Regions from separate parts of the Mus musculus genome. Here regions 2, 3 and 4 are each linked to region 1. The links are chromatin contacts, called in public HiChIP or PLAC-seq maps. All regions are on one chromosome and are shown on one strand. The core of a region is the stretch at or near the end of the contact, and the rest is flanking DNA. Distances in the headings are between cores, read along the strand shown.

Region 1 (2,856 bases), core at 248-2,747:
CTTTCCTGCCACCACCATGATGCTCTGCCTTACCACAGGCCCTACAGCGGCACATCTGAACCACCAACAGACACCCCTGAGGCCGAGCCCAAATAAACCTTCCCTCTTTTTCACTGACAACTTCAAGCTCCCCATCTGCATTTACTTCTGTCTGCACTCCCCGTGCTCTGCCCCTCCCCCTCCCCTGCCTCCCCTAACCACTCTCCTCTTCCACAAGATCCTGTCCCTCCCTGCTCACTCAGGCCCACATTTCCATGTCGGCTGACAGAAGCCCTCCCCCCTCCCACTCTATGCTCCAGACTAACCGTGTAGGTGCAGAAATCCCAGGACAGGGGCTCAAACAACTCTCCTTGCACCTCAAAGCCGTGTAAATAAGTAAATAAGTCCTAAGTCCTTACCCTAGAACTGACTGGCCATTGTCCCTCACATCCCCTGACCGGAGCCTACTGCCACAGTTAACTACCGTTCCTCAGACATCACGGTAGTTTGCATCCCATATATTACACTCTCTGAAATTCCCTGCTTCTCTTCCCTTGGTTCTTTCCTGCCTCCTCAAAAACAAACAAACAAACAAACAAAACAAAAACTGGCTCTTGCATGCAAGTCTGGATACTTCCTCTGAGAAGGTTGCTCCAATCACCCACAAGACTGAGGGCGCCTTCCCTTCCCTCGAGACTCCAAATGGTTCTGTACAGCAGAGTCGAATCTAAGCATCTAAAGACAACCAACCCACAGATGGTGTGACAATAGTCTAAAACTGGACGACAAGTAATTATTGGAAACGGAAGGATACGTGCATATGATCCAAAAGTTGCAATACCCTCTCATTAACTGACACAGAGAGTATTGAGGAAATGACCTACAGGGCTTCCCAGCACAGCCGAGGTGCACTGCCATCGCTCACCTTAATGTAGAAGCTGGTAACAGCACTGTTGTCAAGGGGAAATTTAGGCTGCTGATACAGAAATGGCCTATGCTGATTTAATTATGTGCTTGTGTGTCTAGCCTCCATAAACAATTAGTCACAAAAACAATTACAATACACATCTGTGTAGCACGTGCATGCTCACAGCATCAGATCCCCGGAACTGGCATTATACAGTTGTGAGCTACTGTGAGCATGGTGGTCACAGAGCCCAGGGCCTCTGAAAGAGTACTTGGTGCTCTTGTGTCCAGCCCTCTCTCCAGCCCCTGAACACTGATGTCAGTGCCTTCAAAGCACTGTTTTATCTTCCCTTTCCTCTTTTTTGTTCCCTCTGGGCTTTTCTAAGAAAAATTTAAGGGAACTGAAAATTGAATTTCAAACATAGCTATAGAAAAAGGAAGCAAGTATTAACTTGACTAGAGGCTTCACATTTAAAGTTTCTTTTAAATGTTTTTATTTTTCTAATTTTTAAAAACTCATTTATTTACTGGAGCAGGTGAGAGCAAGCCCTGACTGCCACGGAGATGGAGTCAAAGGACAGCTTTGCTGAGTCAGTGCTCTCATCCTGCCATGTGGGTTCTGGGGACTGAACTCGGGTGTCAGACTTGGCAGCAAGCACCTCTGCCGCTGAGCCTTCCCACTGGCTTCCCAAACAAATATTTTCTTTGCTTTCAAGAGTTTCACTTCATTCTTACCTAAAGGCTAAATATCTAAATAACGGCACATGAGTGCTCTTCCAGAGCACTGTTTAAGTTCTCGTTTGTCACTTCAGGATGTGGAAGCTACGAGGTCATCCCCAGGAATGGGAGGAAACAGAAGCTAGGCTTTGCAACAGCTTCCTGTCACTGGGGACTCCCCAGAGGCAGAAGCTAACAGGCCAAAAAGACACATCTCACTGTGGGCATTCGTACATACCCCCCAAACCCACTGAACAATTTCTCTCATGCAAATGTCCAACCACTTCATATGCAGGTAGGTTTCACCTTGGGATATGGGAAATGCAGTTAAAAGCACGCACTGGCCATCTCCCAAGAACACTGGCTTTGGAGCACTCCAGAGATAATTTAAGAAAGAGCCACAGCTGATCAGGAGAGCCAGGCAGAGCCCTCCACTGGGTCAATCTGGGTGTTTGTTTATTTGTTTGTTTAGCTGAGAAGATTAGAAATTATCTTAATTTATTGGCTACCACAGATAGACTCAAAGATACAAATAACAGAAACTTACGTTTATGTAATACCTACTTGTATCATTAAAAGGGACTTTTTCATTGATGATTGATAAGGATTCCTCTAATCTACCTGACAAATCTTCATGAAGATTCTTTAACTGTAATTGACTGGAAGAAAAAAGAACCCACAAAACCACATTATTACCAATCAGTGAATCGTCAATTGCTTGTTACCCCAAGAGCTGGCAACGAGCTTTCAGACAGCTGAGCCAACATCTGGGACACTCTGCTGAGAGCTGTTCAAAGGTGATGGCGGCACCAGCCCCATGCAAAGCCGCAGGGACTTCTGGGATCTGCCACGGCTCCAGTCTCTTGCACAGCCTGAGTCATAGATTTACTCTCTGCTACCCCTGTGCATTCAGCTATCCCTGCACAGTTTTTAAGTATTATACCAATTTATTTTTTGAGTTCAAAGGCTGATGATTTCTGTTTCATTGAGCACAGATAAATACCAAGAAGAAAAAGAAATAAAAAAACATTAAGACTATGAATGTCTTTAGTACATTGCTTTGCAATGCTCTGAGGTTTAGAAACCTCTCAATTAGATCCTATAACTTCAATTTTATTCAAAATATACCATAAAGAAGTTGGCATTGCTTTGTCGGGTTTCCTGCTGAGGAATATTAGGCAGTCCCTGTCCCAGGAGAGTCAGAAACACAAATACCCAGTCCAGTCCAGGAGGCCTGAGAGTAAGACTTCCCAG
Region 2 (2,856 bases), core at 174-2,673, 510 kb after region 1:
CCAAATTATGGAGCCATAATGAGTGTTGAATTATTAGTAAATATTTTACAGTATTTTATTTATTTATATTTTATATAATAATACTGGTTTGTTTACTGTCTTACATGATCCTAAATGCTAAAAATCCAGAATGCTCTGAACTCCAGCTTATTGATATAGCATATGTTGGTACTCATAATTTTCAGACTTCTGGACATCTTGAATTGTGGGGTTTGGTTTAGCAATGTTGAGTAGGTAATCCAGGCAGACAGATGTCAGAAGTACCTGGTGATTGTAGTGGGGCAGGCTTGTAATCCCAGACCGTGGTACGTGAAGGCAGGAGAAGCTGGCATTGAGAACCATCCTAAAGGCCAGCCTCTACCTCTAGTGAATTTGATGCCAGCTATATTGAGACCATTGTCTCAAAAGAATTGAGATGGGAGGAGCCATACTCCTATCCCCAGCATTCCAGACAAAGGTTTCCAAGCAGTAATGCTGTTTGACCGTTAAATTAGCTAAATATTTAACTGGAGCATATTTGTCTTATTTAAAAGTGTATGATATCAATCCATGGACTTGTAATACACAATAGAAACTGTAATTTATTTTAAGCATGACAAGATATTTTGGAAGCATTTATTATGTTCCAGTTATTTAACTTGACACATGGGAAACAATGTTGACTATTTCTAATAATAGTGACAAATACAATTTAGAGCATAATAATAATCATTATTTATTGGTCACTGTCCTAGGAAAACACTAAATGCCCTTTAGTCTTAATGCCCTTAGTAATAGACCTCATTAAACAGATACTTTATATAGTTTACATACAACAGAACAGAAGTTTAGGAAATGTTAGTAGATTAGAAACCATTTCTTTTTGATTAAACAGCCTGGATGAAGTTTTAATTAACTATATTATACTATACTGGTAATGATTGTCTCTCATATAAAAGGTTTTACAATGTTTCTAAGAAGCACAGCATTTTTTGTTACATAAGGTCAATCACCAATTGTGCTGCAGTTACCTGTCTTTTTCTGAAAGAGAAAATAATAAGTAATAAGTTACAGTCTTACTTTTTTTTTAATTCAGGATGTTTAAAAGTTAAAAATAGCAATTTAAAAAACTTAAGAAGACTATATTTCTTTTCATTTGGTGAAAGTAAATATCTAAAACATAGAACTATGTAAAAATTGTGTGTATTAGACATTATATTGTAATGTGTACTTTTATATTGTTATTTATCCACTAGAAATATACAAACGTACATTTCTTTGAAAATGGTTCTTAATGGATGCATAATACTTCACGTGTATATTGACGTCTACTTAATCACTACTAGACTGTGAGTCACCATTACTTCTCATGTGTTTTAAAGTTGTGTCATAGAGAAAAACCAAAAGAACGGTGCTGTGAATTTCAGTATTGAGAGTCTCTGTCTCTCCAAAACCAGCATTGACAAACGGAACACTCACAGGCAGTTAGCCGTCTTTTGGTACAAATAGCAGCTGCCTTTGCCTGGGTCTTTTTTTTTTTTTTTTCCTCTAGAAACTATAAAAAAGAAAGAAGAATAAGGGGGGGGGGAAACCATTAACCTTCATTTTCACTGAAATGAAAGACTATGATTAGTTACAGCTATCAGAAGCATCTGAGACGCGCAGACAGTGTGTGCTTCCTGGAGGGAGGGAGTGGGGAGGGGCTCATGGTGAAGTCATCTGTAGTGAGAGTCCATGGCAGAATATCTAGTCTGATCTAAGAAGGAAGAGAAAGTAGAGCAGTGCAGCAGCATACAGTCACGTGCTCAGAAACAGCTGGTCTCTGGCATTGGGAGGTCTCAGCCCTCTGACACCTGCCCTGCCCAATCACTTGGAACCAGTGTATTCTGTTTTGTGTGTGTTTGTTTTTTAAAAAGCAGTCATGGTAGCAAAAACTTAAACCAAAGCACAAAAGGACGCATTAGAAAGGGGGGGGGGGGGGCGTGATATGCATGAGATTGAAGGTCTCGCTTTACAGCCCAGGCTAGCCTAGAATTTGTGGTGGTCCTCATGCCTTGACCCCTCAATTAGATGTGTAAGCTGCCTACCATGTGTGGTTTCTCCTCCACTACCCCCTCCCCCCACCCTATTTGAGTTTTGAGACAGTCTCTCTCACTGTGTACCTTAGATGTCTTAGAACTCACTTAATATAAACCAGAATATCCTCAAACTTGCAGTGGTCCTCTATCTCTGTCTAACAAGAGCTAGGCTTAGAGGTATACACAGCTGTACCGGGAGTTGGAAAAATCTGTAAAAGTTTCTGTAAAAGATGATCCAAAATTAGGAGTATAGGAACTCAGGAAAAATATGGTAAACTAACAGGAGATGGAATATGAATTGTGAAAATTCAGAAAAGAACTCAAAAAGGCAAAAAAAAAAATCTAGAAGTTCACGTGAAACTAGAAGGAAGACAGATGTGAGAATAGGGAAGAACTGAGAAGCCAGGCTTGGTGACACTTACCTGTAATTCTAGGATCTGGGAGGTGGAAGCCAGGAGGATTTTGAGTTCAGCACCATTCTTAGTTTCACAGTGAGTTTAAGTTCAGACCAGCTTGAGGTCTAAGAGACCGTGTCTCAGAGGAGAGAGAAAGAGTTAATAGAAGGAAGAAGAGATGGATGATGGGCCTTGCCTATAACCTCAGTGCATCTGTTTTCTCTATTAGGTTATAAAGAAGGAAGGTTGTAAGTTTGAGGCCAGTCTGGACTGTTAAGTGAATTCCAGGACAGCACTGGCTGTGAGACAGAACAGTATAGAGAAAAGATGTTGCAGTGGTAAGAGATGATCAGAAGCTCCGCCTGGAGCCGTGCTCCCGCAATCCCAGCCGTGCTCCCTGCAAT
Region 3 (2,856 bases), core at 264-2,763, 430 kb after region 1:
CATGGGCCAAAGAGGACACAGGAGCTCCTAGAACTGGAGTTACAGTCAGTTGTGAGCCACCACGCGGGGGTTGGGAATTTAAATTAGGTCCTCTGGAAGAATAGCCAGTGCTCTTAACCATTGGGCCATCTCTCAGCTGGAATTTTTAAAATAAAATTGATGTTTAAAGCTAGGTATCGTGACATATACCTTTAATCCCAGCACCTGGGAGACAAAAGGTCCAGGCCAAACAGACTGTCTTAAGAAACTGAATCAAATATGCAGGAAAAGTCATTTAAATTGCTGACTTGACTTTCTTAAATAGTGCTAAGTGACGGTTCCTTGTAGTTCGCAGAATTTCTGGAATGTTCTAGCCCATGCTGCTTTTGTTTACTTGTTTTTTGTTCCATCTGACACAGGATCTCAAGTAGCCCAGGCTAGCCTCAAATTCCCTATATAACCAAGAATGATTTTGAACTTGATCTGATCCTCTCCCTGGACCTCCAGAGTGCCAGAATTACTGACAGGAAGCACCACACCGGGTTTGCAAATTTTACCTTGTGGAATAATGCCATGGCGAGATCTTCGCAGACTTTACCATAAGTAAGTAAGACAGAAAATCTTTTTTTTTTTTCCTCTTCTCCTTTTTATTTTGATGACGCCAGGCTCTTTACCACAATTTCCCCAATCTATGAAAAAAGGCTGAGTAACTGGGGATCCTGAAAGCCACTGTCCTGTGCCTGTCAAACTTATCAGATGCAGAATGGCTCCATGGTTAAGCAGTTGCCACACACACTCAGCAACATGCATTTCATCTCCACAAGCCACTGTAGAATGCAAGAATACCAAAGGTGTTTTCTGACCTACATACATGTGTGTGATGCATACACACACACACACACACACACACACACACACACATTAGTAAATAAGCTAATAATGAATTATTCTGTGGGGGTTTTAGAATACTTACTTTTATTTTATGTACATGGATATTTAGCCCACATGTATACTGTGGGCATGCCCCATGTCTGGGGAGGACAAAATGAATGTCATGCGTCCTGGACCTAGAGATATAGATGTTCGTGAGATGCTATGTGGGCGCCGGGAGTCGAACCCAGATCATCTGAAAGAGCAAAAGGGGCTTCTTACACATCTCCAGCCCCAATATATAGCTAACTTTTAAAGAAATACATTTGACAATATTTTTAACCCCTTCTGTTCTGAGCCGTCTTCCCACATAATATTTGTATTTGGCTTCATGTACCTGCTGCTATGGTACCCCAGTTTGCACACGGGGGCTGACGCAAGGAGGCACACCAGTTTCTTGGGTGGAAAGATGCTTATTATGTCATAGTGACTCACACACACACACATGCACACGCACACAAATATATATCTTCTGGACTATATATATGCATATATATTACACACTATACATGTATGCTTGTATGTGTTATATGCGTATGTGTGTATGTATGTAATCAAGAAGATATGGGTTCCCTATTGCTACAGTGACTAATAACCCCAGAGGCTATCCAGGCTGGACCTCAATTTCATTTCCTGTTTCTCTGGTAGAAATATCACATCTACCCCTCCTTAGCCTTGTGGTCAGAAGAGTGGGATACCTCTAGTTCTAGGTTGGGATAAGACATCCCGGTTGCTTCAAAGATTAGAGCATCGCATATTGTTGTTTCCTCCCAAGAGTTAATCCAGTTGGATTTATCACTCACCTAGCCGGAAGTTGTTCCCCTAAGGAAAACTGATTCAGGCTACGGTCCCCTAAGGAAGCTGGAGACATACTAAAGAGATGGGAGGAATAATTGTCTTCTTACTGAGATAATAGCCTTACTCCTCCGGCCCCCAAAGCCTCACTCCCATACAGAACTCCCATCACGTGGCTCTGTGGCCTGCCCACTTTTCTGGGTCACTCAGAAGTTACCAAGGAAAGAAACTTATTTTATTTCTTTTCTGTCTTTTTCTTTCTTTCTTTCTTTCTTTCTTTCTTTCTTTCTTTCTTTCTTTCTTTCTTTCAGTTACTGACCAACACTTATGTACAATTTCCCGGATCCCTGAGGCTTTCACACTAACTCTCTGAAGCAGTCCCTCCCTTATGCCTCGTGGGCACCCTGTCCTTGAAGCTGCGTGCTGAGTTCCATTGGTAAGCCTTGCTGTTTTGCGGGACCCTAAGTGAGAAGGCGTGGCTTCCTCGGTTCCATCTCCGATGCCCTTCCCTTAGCAGCTGCTGGAGGTACAACTTGCCAGCTCTGTTATTTTTCTCTCAGATGCTAATAAATTGTATTCAGGCTTCCTTTTGAGTCCATCTCTAAATGTTTTTATTAGCAAGACTAAGCCCTCAAAAGAGGAGTTCAAAATTCCCCAGCAACGCTAGCACCACCGTTAGAGTTGCTGGTGTGGCTACTTTCCCAGAGCACAAAGTGAGGGTCCTGACTGATCAGTGCTGTGTGAGGCTGACACAAAGAATTCCTCAACCGCTGGCCTCACCGAGGGAACCCACTGCACCAATAATTCAAAGTGTCGGTGCATTTTCCCAGGATATGCATATTTCTTTTATGTTGCGGTATTTCTGGCCTTAAGGTTGATTTTGTCCGGTTGTGCTTGGTCTTCAATCATGTGCTTTAATGAATATTGCTGCTGCCAGTTCCCGCAGTGGACTGTTGTGAGCATTTCAGTAATGTCTGACTCTGAATGTAATAGGAACTTATTGTAGAAAATGGAAACATTTTCTTGTGACAACGTTCTGTTTTTGTTTCTTGACTTTTGTTTTTTTATTTTTTTATTTATTTTTTTCTTTTTGAGGCAGGGTTTCTCTGTGTAGCCCTGGCTGTCCTGGAACTCACTCTGTAGACCAGGCTG
Region 4 (2,856 bases), core at 227-2,726, 300 kb after region 1:
GAAGAGATACAAAGTGACCCCCGGGAAAGTGATCTCTACCGTAGAGACCTCCCACCCACTCATTGCAAACTAAGGGTCTTTCTTTTTGTTAGGTTAGTTTGTTTGTTTTTTGTTGTTGTTGTTTTTGTTGTTGTTTTTGGAACACTTACCAGCGCAACACTGGGTATAGGAAGGGTGTAAGGAGGCCCAGTTACCCTGCCAGGACTAGGGAACACTAAGGAGAACTCTGGTACCTGAGCTCAGGCTGCAGAGAAGTGGATGCTGCCCTGCTCTGGTTATGACACAGCTGACCCGCACACAGACTGGCTGGGAACACTGGAGAGATCTGATTGGAACCAACCACCCTGCTAGGGGAAACCTACTGGGATTGCCTACAGCAAGAACACTGCCCTTCCTCCTGCTGCCTGGAGTCTCCCTCTAGTGCCCAGATTGGCAGTTTTTCAGTTAACAGCTTAATAATTAGCTCACCAAACACTCGTGCAATCACACACTAATATGATCTGTCCTGTTCGCTGGGATACCTCAGTGCTTAGTTTCCTGGTATAAAACACAAACGGAAAACATTTGTTGATGAAGGTGGAGCTTACACTAGCTGTTTTCCAGTCTGCATTCAAAGGCAAGAAGAGTCCAAAATAACCTCGGTTGTCCTGCCAAAATTTAAGCTCATTCCTGGCTCTATTTATATTTCTCCCAGTTGGCTCTTGGCGGGGCTGTAGGAGGCAGCATAGATAGCCTAGGGCTTCGGAGAAAAATGCAGGTCCAGTGTAAAATCCCAGCCCCTCTAAGAGTTGAGATTCTCGGGCAAATTACTCAGTACCAAAGGCTTGCTTCCCTCATCTGCAAAATGCAGGTGATGATGCTGTGGGGCTTAAATAAGGCAGTCCTGCGGGGGCATGTGTTCCTCAAGGGCTCCCGCCCCACACCCCAGAGGGGTGGGCCCGTGAGTAGCTTGCCCGGATTTCCTGATCGCTGACCATGGTCCAAGCGGGAGGGCCATGGATTCGCCCATGGCTTCTAGGCAGGCCAAAGATTGTAGCACCTCAGTAGGCTAGGCATGGCACCAGGCAGACAGCTAGAGCCCAAGCTCGGCAGCCCAGGACGGCCCTAAGAATTGCGAGGGAGTTTCCTAACAACCCTATTTCAAATTTCCTAATAGTGGAGTTTCAAAGCCAGCTACCTCCTGCCCAGCACAAACGAGGGTGTGGTTGTGTTCACATTCACACTGAAACAAAAGAAAACTAGCAGAGCACCCCCACCCCCCACCCCTACCCCCTGGGCCTCGCTCAGCTCCGGACATTTTCCCAGGCACCCGGTGCAGCCGAGCTACGGGCACGCCCTACGGCCGCTGCACTTTCCAGAGCCAGGGTGCAGCCTCCCCCAAGGTCGGATCCCAAGGGGCTCCAAGGACCCGGCCCCCGGGTGAGCTGGCCGGTTTGCCTTGCCGAGCTAAGTCCGACCCGCAGTTGCAGCCAGATACTGGCCCAAGGCCTGTGGCTGGGCTCAAAATCGTCCTCTCCCGGGCTGGAATCCTGGGAATGTCGCTGCGGGGAAGCATCTGGCTGGCCTCCGGGCGGCAGGAGGGGGTCAAACCTTTTTCGGGTGATTTTGCACAAAATTCTCCCTACACCAAGGGCTGCGGTCCTGGGAAGTGGAAGCCCAAGGAATGACAAGAGAGCTGCTCGCTCCTTCTCCAGGTCGCCTTCGTCATGTCTAACTCCCGATACGCTGCCGGCGAAGCAGACAAAATGCCTTTTCCCCGTTCCGAAGACCCCTTCTTTGTGTCTATGGAAGTTCCTTCCTCGGTTGCGAACCATCTATGCCACCCGAGCGGGTCTTTCCAGCTGGATTGTCGCCACCTCGTGGCTACCTTGGTCCTTCGTCCCCCTAAGCCCTTTGCTCTCTTTGGTCTCAAGCCTATTTTTCTTTTCTTTCTACAACCAGCTATGGACTGAAACTTTATAATCCTGTTCTCTGGGCTTAGGATGTGAGCTGGGATACCTCTGTCCCCTTCTTTCTGTTACACCGCTCGCCTTCTTAAAGAGAAACGAAGCAGGTGCTAGTTGGAGGGCAGGAGTCACCGGGTTGGCAAGCCTGTGGGGGCTCGGTGTGAGGCGCCAGTCCTCTCTCTACCAATTTCCCATGAGACAAACTGATGATTAAGAAGACAAACGCACTCTGTCTTGTTCCTACTGGTTAGTGATGCTATTACACTCGATGAGTATTATTAAAGGACCCCTGTCATTAGAGACTCCCTGTTATTATTGTTATTATTATTTAGCATTTATAATGTATTCCTTATTTTCAAAACACACTATTATCTCCCTGGACTTTCCAAACACAACTGAGCGGCAGGCAGGTGACAACTTCATAAAATAGGGAAACTGAGGCACTGTAATTAGTACAGAGTTATTGGATTAATGAGTCAACAGTAGTCATTTCTCCCCAGAAGATTACTGCCTTACTCTGAACTCATGGATTCCAGTAAATGGTGATCCTGGTTTGGGAAGCTAGTTTCTCACACTCACTTTTATGACCCACTTGTAATCACGTTAGAAACCCAGTCAGGGAAGTCTTCGCACTTATGAGTCATTACTTCAAACTCATTACTGGGCACCTGGGCCACCTTAATTGTATTTTATTTTACAAGTCGAATTATTGTGATTATTGTTACTTAGTATAATAAGTATTTATTGTATTCTGCTAAAATGTATATAATGAATCTCTGTTTTTAAAAAGTAGTAACATTAGTAAGATGGATATATTTTGATCTAGAGAACAAATAGCTCTCTTTCTTTCTTTCTTTCTTTCTTTCTTTCTTTCTTTCTTTCTTTTTCTTTCTTTCTTTGTTTGGATTTT

What was found. HiChIP or PLAC-seq counts read pairs in DNA pulled down with a chosen protein or histone mark.
Region 2: an H3K27ac HiChIP or PLAC-seq map of double positive thymocytes shows a contact between it and region 1, with 6 read pairs. The contact joins two enhancer-like sites. A contact is called at or near these places in 2 of 484 Hi-C or Micro-C datasets (bone marrow-derived macrophages and nephron progenitors), 6 of 115 datasets of contacts at active chromatin or transcription factors (T-cell acute lymphoblastic leukemia, bone marrow-derived macrophages, double positive thymocytes and 3 more) and 1 of 9 other capture datasets (liver).
Region 3: an H3K4me3 HiChIP or PLAC-seq map of bone marrow-derived macrophages shows a contact between it and region 1, with 4 times the contacts expected there. The contact joins two enhancer-like sites. A contact is called at or near these places in 4 of 115 datasets of contacts at active chromatin or transcription factors (the 230-238 cell line, astrocytes, bone marrow-derived dendritic cells and 1 more) and 1 of 9 other capture datasets (embryonic stem cells).
Region 4: a contact with region 1 is called in an H3K4me3 HiChIP or PLAC-seq map of bone marrow-derived macrophages, with 9 times the contacts expected there. The contact joins two enhancer-like sites. A contact is called at or near these places in 4 of 15 datasets of contacts at CTCF or cohesin (the NIH/3T3 cell line, embryonic stem cells, large pre-B cells and 1 more), 10 of 484 Hi-C or Micro-C datasets (the G1E-ER4 cell line, Sertoli cells, bone marrow-derived macrophages and 7 more), 27 of 115 datasets of contacts at active chromatin or transcription factors (the NIH/3T3 cell line, astrocytes, bone marrow-derived macrophages and 18 more) and 2 of 9 other capture datasets (embryonic stem cells and liver).

Annotation. Positions count from the first base shown.
Region 1 is chr17:88,550,067-88,552,922 of GRCm38.p6, reverse strand. Ppp1r21 (protein phosphatase 1, regulatory subunit 21) reads right to left here. Exons shown (of 22, transcript NM_028658.4): 7 at 2,167-2,261. Among named protein-coding and RNA genes, the nearest start is that of Ppp1r21, 21 kb to the right of the region's middle. Within about 2 kb of position 1,497, at least 109 of the 459 cell types and tissues checked have an H3K27ac peak or open chromatin away from gene starts, as enhancers often do. A contact at or near this core is called in T-cell acute lymphoblastic leukemia, bone marrow-derived dendritic cells, bone marrow-derived macrophages and 8 more, where this site is marked.
Region 2 is chr17:88,041,513-88,044,368 of GRCm38.p6, reverse strand. All of the region lies in intron 1 of Fbxo11 (F-box protein 11), which reads left to right. Among named protein-coding and RNA genes, the nearest start is that of Fbxo11, 23 kb to the left of the region's middle. Within about 2 kb of position 1,423, at least 148 of the 459 cell types and tissues checked have an H3K27ac peak or open chromatin away from gene starts, as enhancers often do. A contact at or near this core is called in T-cell acute lymphoblastic leukemia, bone marrow-derived macrophages, double positive thymocytes and 1 more, where this site is marked.
Region 3 is chr17:88,116,753-88,119,608 of GRCm38.p6, reverse strand. No RefSeq gene overlaps it. Among named protein-coding and RNA genes, the nearest start is that of Gm4832, 7.3 kb to the left of the region's middle. Within about 2 kb of position 1,513, at least 44 of the 459 cell types and tissues checked have an H3K27ac peak or open chromatin away from gene starts, as enhancers often do. A contact at or near this core is called in bone marrow-derived dendritic cells and bone marrow-derived macrophages, where this site is marked.
Region 4 is chr17:88,254,886-88,257,741 of GRCm38.p6, reverse strand. The region is part of intron 3 of Gm31615 (a long non-coding RNA gene); the gene reads left to right. Among named protein-coding and RNA genes, the nearest start is that of 1700116H05Rik, 51 kb to the left of the region's middle. Within about 2 kb of position 1,476, at least 289 of the 459 cell types and tissues checked have an H3K27ac peak or open chromatin away from gene starts, as enhancers often do. A contact at or near this core is called in bone marrow-derived macrophages, cerebral cortex, craniofacial prominence and 4 more, where this site is marked.